Linked DNA regions of Rattus norvegicus: region 2 is linked to region 1. The links are chromatin contacts, called in public HiChIP or PLAC-seq maps. All regions are on one chromosome and are shown on one strand. The core of a region is the stretch at or near the end of the contact, and the rest is flanking DNA. Distances in the headings are between cores, read along the strand shown.

Region 1 (3,288 bases), core at 406-2,905:
ACAGGCTGGGAGGTATGCTAGGTGGGTATGGCAGAGTTCCATGCCCTCTCCAAGCCCCACAGCCTGTACCAGCTCATGTTCACCCAGGAGCCAATCACTTGTAGACCTGGGCAATCCTCCCCTCACCCCAACACACACCCCTGCACTTCTGAGTTCGTGGGCTCCCCCAGACTACATTTCCCATGCTCTGTAGGCCTGGACTGAAGAAGGGTGGGTGAGCAGGGCCTTGCCCACATTCTCGCCCAGCCTGTGTTCTCGGAGAGGGCACCTTGATGTGGGGGAGCCTTGGGGCTCCACCCTCCTTCCTAGTGGGGGACCACAGGACTGGGCCACTGTTGGGAAAACAAACAACCCTTGCTTTTTGCCTGAGGCAAGCAGGGAGCAGAGAGGAAGGGAAAAACTGGACTGAAATGGTTGGGGGGGGTTGAGGGAGATGAGGGTGCTGAGCCTGGCCGGTGCTGAGCTGGGGTGCATGGAGGATCCTGATCGGGAGTAAGACTGGGAAAGTCTATACTCACATCCACGGTTACAAAGCAGACCCTGCCCTCACCCTCTAAGCTGCCCCTGGATATCATGACCAGGAAGTCCCACACTGCCTAAGCTCCTGGCTTCACTTGACAGTTAAGGCCTTAGCCCCAATAGGTACTTCTCTGTCTGCCCACCCTGCCCCTCTGCAGGGGGTCTCCTCTGAGGTTGAGCAGCCAGGAAGAGAGCACCTCCCCTACACACAGCTCATGGGACACTGACCGTACCCCCACGGCACCATACCAAACCCTAACTGTGTCCCTCTGATGGTTATGAGACCAGAATGGTGAAGGTCACACAGCCCCTTGGCTGGCCCAGGAAAGGCCACTGGGCCTAATGTGCAGCCTATCTCCCTCTGGTTTGCCAATTTCTGCTGCTGGCAACAATCCCATCCCACTTCCGAATTCCTCAGGGGTGGGTGCTTAGGGTCAAGGAGGTGACCAGGAGGTCAAGGAGATGGGCCATCTATCACTCTGCCCTCAGCTCCAGCCTCAGAGTCAAGCGATCAGCTTGTACAAGATGAGGTGGTCAAAGTGGGAGGGACCAACTTCCAAAAGCCCCAGTAGAGGGACTGCAGAGGCAAAGTGGAGCCTTCTGAGACGCTCTACTCCATCCACCTAGCCCCCTGTACCCACTTAGTTGGAGACGGACACACACACACACACACACACACACACACACACACACACACACCAGAGAGAGAGAGAGAGAGAGAGAGAGAGAGAGAGAGAGAGAGAGAGAGAACTCTTCACAGTCTCACATGCATGTTTATAGACACTGTGATCCACACTTACTCTCACCCCCACATGTGGTGCACGTGAACACCCAGCAGAGCACACGGGAGCTCACGAGTCCCGCGCACGACTTGGATGTATGCTTGCCTCGCAGCCTCCCCACCCTTCCCCACCGCGGAGGCCACCGCACCCAAGCAAGACCCCGGATGCGCACATGCACTCGCACACGGGGGCGCACCTACCCTCCATAGGCACCGAAGGTGAAGCTGCGCTTCCGGCCGCTCATGGTATCGTCGCCGCTGCCCGTCGCCAGCCCAGCGCAGGGTCACCTTGGCAACGCCGCCCCAACCCGGACCGTGTGCGCCCCGGGCCGCCCGCCAGCTGAGGTCCGGGTACAGAAAGGGCCGCTTGTTCGCTCCGGGCCGCGGGGCTTTCCGAGAGCGCCACCCCCACGCTGCCGCCCGGCCCCGTCCACAGAGCCACCTCCAGTCCTCCCCAGGGAGAGGAGCCAAGGGTGTCCCACAGGGAAAGTTGGATCAGCCTGGCCTCCAGCTGAGTTAAGGCTGAAGTGCACAGCCCATCAGCTCCGGGCCTGATGGCCCTGCGGCCTGGGGCCAACATTGTTCTGCAGGTCAGACAGAGATTAAGGGACCCTCCTGTTGTCCTGGCTGAGGCCCCCCTCAGAACTCTCCATTACCACCCTGTGGAGAGCAGCAAAGAGAGGGGAGGTTTGGAAATACACCTAGATCCTCCATGAATCCACTTTGGGATACAAACAGGGTTGAATCATACATTTACTCCCGACGCAGTAGATCTCCCCTCTATTCTGACACTCCTGGAGATATCTGCTAACAGTGGGACATAAGCCCAACGCCAGGCAATGCTCCCTCACCGCTGTCCAGAGAGGCCCCAGGAACCTTGAGTGTTTCTGTGGAGCCTTCTTCTTAGGGAGCTTCAGGGGCAGGCTAAGAGAGAGGAGGGAGGAGGGAGAGGAGGAAGGAGGAAGGAGGGAGGACGGACCACCAAAGGAACCAGGCCAGGTGGCAAGGATTTTCAGAAGCTTTTCTGTGACTGAGCTAGGATGGGACCGGCTCTCTTTCATCTTTTGGGAAATGACGGCTATGATTGACAAGGGTCTAGACTCCAGTTTGCTTCACCCAGACAGGGCCAGGCGGGACTCACAACAGTTACTGGGTGAGCTGCCCCTCCAGCCCCTTTGTTCCCTGCTCCGATAAGCCAAGGAGGCCCGAGGATGGTCCTGCAGGGTTCAGAGCCTCTTTGAGGTTGTTGAGCTCCCACCTTAGCATCTGACTCCCTCCTGGTCCTCTAGGCAGAGCGCTCAGGGTGGGGGTGGGGGTTGAGGCGATTGTGCTGGATGCCAGCTGCAGACTCTGCTGAGGAGAGACCTCCGCTGCAGGGCAGTGTTAGATGCCCATTGTGTACCTCGCGGTCAGCTAGGGCTGGGTAGTGGGGAGAGGGTGAAGCACCACAGTTATTCACTGAGGAGAGAACAACTTGTTCCCACTTCTGTGGAGCAGCAGAGATTCTCAGGTAGGAGTAGGATGGGGAAGAGAGTGAATCCAGCCTGGGCAGTGTGTATAGTGGGGGCTGCCTAGCTCTGGGCTCATCCAGGACTCCAGCCCTATCGGGACTTGCGCTACCCCCTTGAGCAAGGGCCTCGGTCCCCCTAGGTTCATTGAGGGGGCCGATTCCTGAGTGGATTCTGAATGCCCAGTTGGCAGGATGGCCAAGAAGCCACCAACATGCCAAGTTTCCCAGCTGGGCCTGGCCCAGGGAGGCCCCCCTGGTGCTGGGACAGAGGGCCCTTGAGACAGGCCATGGGGGCTGCAGGGTTCCCACCAAGGACAAAGAGCCCAGTGTGGGCTCCAGCTTCTGAGCTCTGCCCAACTGCAGCTGCCTGGTTGGCAACCGACGGGGGTGGGACAGTCAGTGAGCGAGTTCATGTTCTCTCAGACACAGATGTGGCGGGCACTCCATGGCTAGCTCATAGCCCCGCTTAGGCCAGCAA
Region 2 (3,529 bases), core at 37-2,536, 40 kb before region 1:
AGAGAGTGGTGGGCAGGGGCGGGGGTGGAGGGTGGGAATATGAAGAGAAAGAAGGAAAGGGAGAAACAGAGGAGGCAGTGGCAAGTGGGGACGGCAAGAGCACAAGACATGGGGAAGACAGAAACCGAGGGTAGGGAGGAACAGTGGGGCAAGGGAGGTGAGGCAGGTGGAACGAAAGGGGGTCCAAAAAAGGAAACCGAGGGCAGGAGGAATTGGAGGGGGCGGCAAGCGGACAGGGTAAGGAAGGATTGGCAGGTGTGGAAAGGAGGAGGAAACAGGAAGAATAGGGAAAGGAAGCCACGTGAAGAGAGGGAGAATCGTGCGAAAACAAAAACAGAAATGGGTCTGGTTACTGCCACGGTGGTTGCTGCTGGCCTGACCCTAACCCGGGGCCCCTCCACAGCCACCCACGGGAGGCGGGGCCGCTCCACAAGCAGGAAGGGAAGGGCTGAGAACCTGGGTTGGGGAGAAGTTGGGCCAGGTTCTGGATGTCAACGGACTTGGTGGCCACTGGACAGCCAAGCCTCACCTTGCTCCCCTGGCCAGACCAGACCACACGAGAGATGGTAGGGAGAGGGGAGACTCCCGCCACATGCACAGTCTCACAGCACAAAGCACAGGGCTTGGCATGCAGACAGCAAGCAAAGAATGTGTGGCTGGGTAGGTGGACAGGCGGATGGACTGATGGATATGTAAGTGGGAGGATTATGGTTGGACAGACGGACCAGTGGGTGGATTGATAGTTAGATGGGCTGATAAATGGATAAATGCATAGGTGGGCGGATGGGTAGATGGATGCATGGGTGGGTAAGTGGGTGGATGTCTGAGAAGGTAAGTGGAGTGGGAGAGGGGCAGAGCGATGCATGCAGTGTCTGGGGTAGCCACTAGATGGCGCAAAGCAGCTAAGTTATGATGTAGGCTTGTTGAATTCCCTGAGTATTGGGGGTGCAGACTCCCATAGAGACTGGCAGACAGTAATCAGTGACCGGGTTCACTTAGGCAAGCCCACACAGAAGCCCAGTTCCAGACACACAAAAGGCAGTCACAGGCATTGAGGCCCAGGCTGCTGCAAACACAGACTAGCATACGTCCTAAGCATACGTCCTGAGAGACAGCATTTGTCCTGATAATCAGAGCTTAGCACGCATCCTTTGCTCCCACGGCAGCCCAATTCCTGACACACAGTATGTACTCACACAGCAACCTAGGGCTGGGGCACACAGAAGGTGCTCACAGAGTTGGCGCCCACACAGAAGCCCATTTTTTTCAACACACAGTAGGTGCTCACACAGCAGATCAGGGCGGGGCACATAGTAGGTGCTCACGAGAACTCAAGTCTGGGCTCACAGTAGGTGCTCATAAAGTACATGTCCACACAGCAGCCCAGGTCCTGACACACAGTGGATGCCCATAGCCTCACACACAGAGGTGCCTCCAGAGACTTAAGGCTTGACAGTAGGTGCCCACAAAGCAGCCCAGTTTCCAGCACACAACAGACAGCAGGTATTCAGTAAGGACTGGGACACAGAGGCTGTAGAAAGTCACACCCAAATAAACAAAGGGCCAGGAGGAGAAGGCCAGGGGCTTGAGGAACAGTATGTCCCGATTGGGGTACTTGGCCCCGGAGAGCGGTATCTACATCAAGTCCAGTGCCCAGGGTGAGCATGGGAACAGCAGGGCGGTGGGAAGAGGTAAGGCCAGGCCTCAGGAGGAAGGGAGCACCAAGGGCCCTGGGGAGGAAGGCGGGTCAGGGAAAGTCTGGGGACACTCACTATGCCAGCTGCCTTGGCCAGGTCCGGGTTGTTGGGGGTGAAGCTCCCACTGTGGCTGGTAGACACGGTGTTGGGTTTCTTGTTGCTCAGTCCCATGGCATCCATGGACTGGCTCCGGCTCCGGATGACCCTCTGTGGGAGGAGAGGGGGGCATAAAGGAGGCATGGGCTTCCTGGGGCTTCTTACCCTTGGCAAACCTTCAGGAAACATGCATCTTGCCCCTTGTCACCAATGCCATTCTGGGTGACCCTTTGAAGCATCAGCTGTGTGTCACGCTAGAGGCAGGTGAACAGCGAACTTCAGCTGTGTCACCAGCATGTTGAGCGTCTCATGTGGATGTCATGAGGAGAGCAGACAACACTAGGCATGTGCATGGCTGGTCGTGCTCACCAGGGGCCCTTCAGGACCCTCTCAGGGTCCCTTCCCTCTGTCTGTTTTTTTCCAAGTGTTTCCTCTACATGGTGGAGCTGTCTGATGGCCACTTTAACCAGGAAAAAACCCTAGGCAGAGGTGAGCCTGAGGCCCATGGGGCCAGATCATATGCCTTTCCCTGCAGACTCTGTTGCCTTAGGAGCACACTTGGACCTAATCCAGGGTCCCTACTTGGCATCAGCCAGATGAGAAACCCCTGGACCCTGCTCAAAGCAAACATTAGACCTGTGTTCAGTCCGTGGGTCCCTGACTCTGGCTGGTGTCCTTTGTGGACTACTAGATTAATCTTCCTATAGAAGCCCACAGTTCCCACTGTGGCTGAGCCTGGGTAAGAGTGAGGCCACCTCCCCGCTGTGGACCAAGAGGAACAGAGAAATCACTGCGCACCACCCTGCAGCTGGATGAGTCCAGGCCCCATCCAAAGGGAATCAGAAGCCCCCCTCCTCTGCCTACCTCTAGATTGTCCTTGATATGGTAGGTGGGCAAGATTTTACACCCACAGGATGCTCGCCTAACTGCTTTGCAAATAATTCAAAAGCGTTTGAGTGTGGTGAGCTGTTATGAACCCCCATTTCCCTACTCAACAGATAGCTGAGGTTTGGAGAATGCTCACGCTAAGAGGCAGAGCTGAAATGTAAACCCAGGGACCCCGTGCTCTTAGCTAAACCACAAAGTACCACCGAGGTCACACAGTGAGGAACCCCTGCAATGTCACCCAAACAAGACAGACCTCCTCCCCTCAAACCTGGCAGCCACAGCCCACAGCACCACTGCTCCTTGCTGATCTAGAGAACTCCAACCTTTCGGGGTGCTCCCAGACAGACCCAGAGCTCCTCCAGCCATTAACCCCATCCCGAATCAGAGCCCCACCTCATACTCTTCTTCCTCGCTCAGAATACCCAAGGCACAGAGCACATCTCCAAATCTCCATGCACCCGAAAGTTTAGGTCCACCAAGCTATGTCTTCAACCCTAGCCACACTTGCAAGCCGAGACACAGCCCTCAGCCAGACCCCACCTCCAGCCACATGTCTCTCACAGAGACACCAGACTCCACCTCTGGGACTAAGACCCAGACCCATCCACAACTGAGCTGCCTGTTGCTATCACACCCTACTCCTGCTCCACGAGCCCTGCCCTCCAGGGTGGAGTCCCGGGCCCCCTTACCTTGAAAGACTCGAAGAAGCCACCCCCACCGCTGCCATTCTCCATCTTGTCATCGTCACCACCCAGGCCCATCATGGACTGGCTGTGGATGTGGAGCTCCTCGTAGAGTGTCTCCAGAAGGGCAGCACGTGTCCGCTCCTGTGGGTCAGCCATGAGAGA

What was found. HiChIP or PLAC-seq counts read pairs in DNA pulled down with a chosen protein or histone mark.
Region 2: an H3K27ac HiChIP or PLAC-seq map of oligodendrocytes shows a contact between it and region 1, with 9 times the contacts expected there. The contact joins the enhancer-like site here to the promoter of Rap1gap in region 1. A contact is called at or near these places in 11 of 12 Hi-C or Micro-C datasets (the A7r5 cell line, Schwann cells, frontal cortex and 6 more) and 1 of 1 datasets of contacts at active chromatin or transcription factors (oligodendrocytes).

What each region holds. Positions count from the first base shown.
Region 1 is chr5:155,173,667-155,176,954 of GRCr8, reverse strand. Rap1gap (Rap1 GTPase-activating protein) reads right to left here and starts at 1,655. Exons shown (of 26, transcript NM_001100713.2): 1 at 1,502-1,655. The coding sequence starts at 1,545.
Region 2 is chr5:155,213,553-155,217,081 of GRCr8, reverse strand. Rap1gap (Rap1 GTPase-activating protein) reads right to left here. Exons shown (of 26, transcript NM_001100713.2): 17 at 3,371-3,508; 18 at 1,773-1,904. Among named protein-coding and RNA genes, the nearest start is that of Rap1gap, 40 kb to the right of the region's middle. Within about 2 kb of position 1,286, at least 4 of the 93 cell types and tissues checked have an H3K27ac peak or open chromatin away from gene starts, as enhancers often do.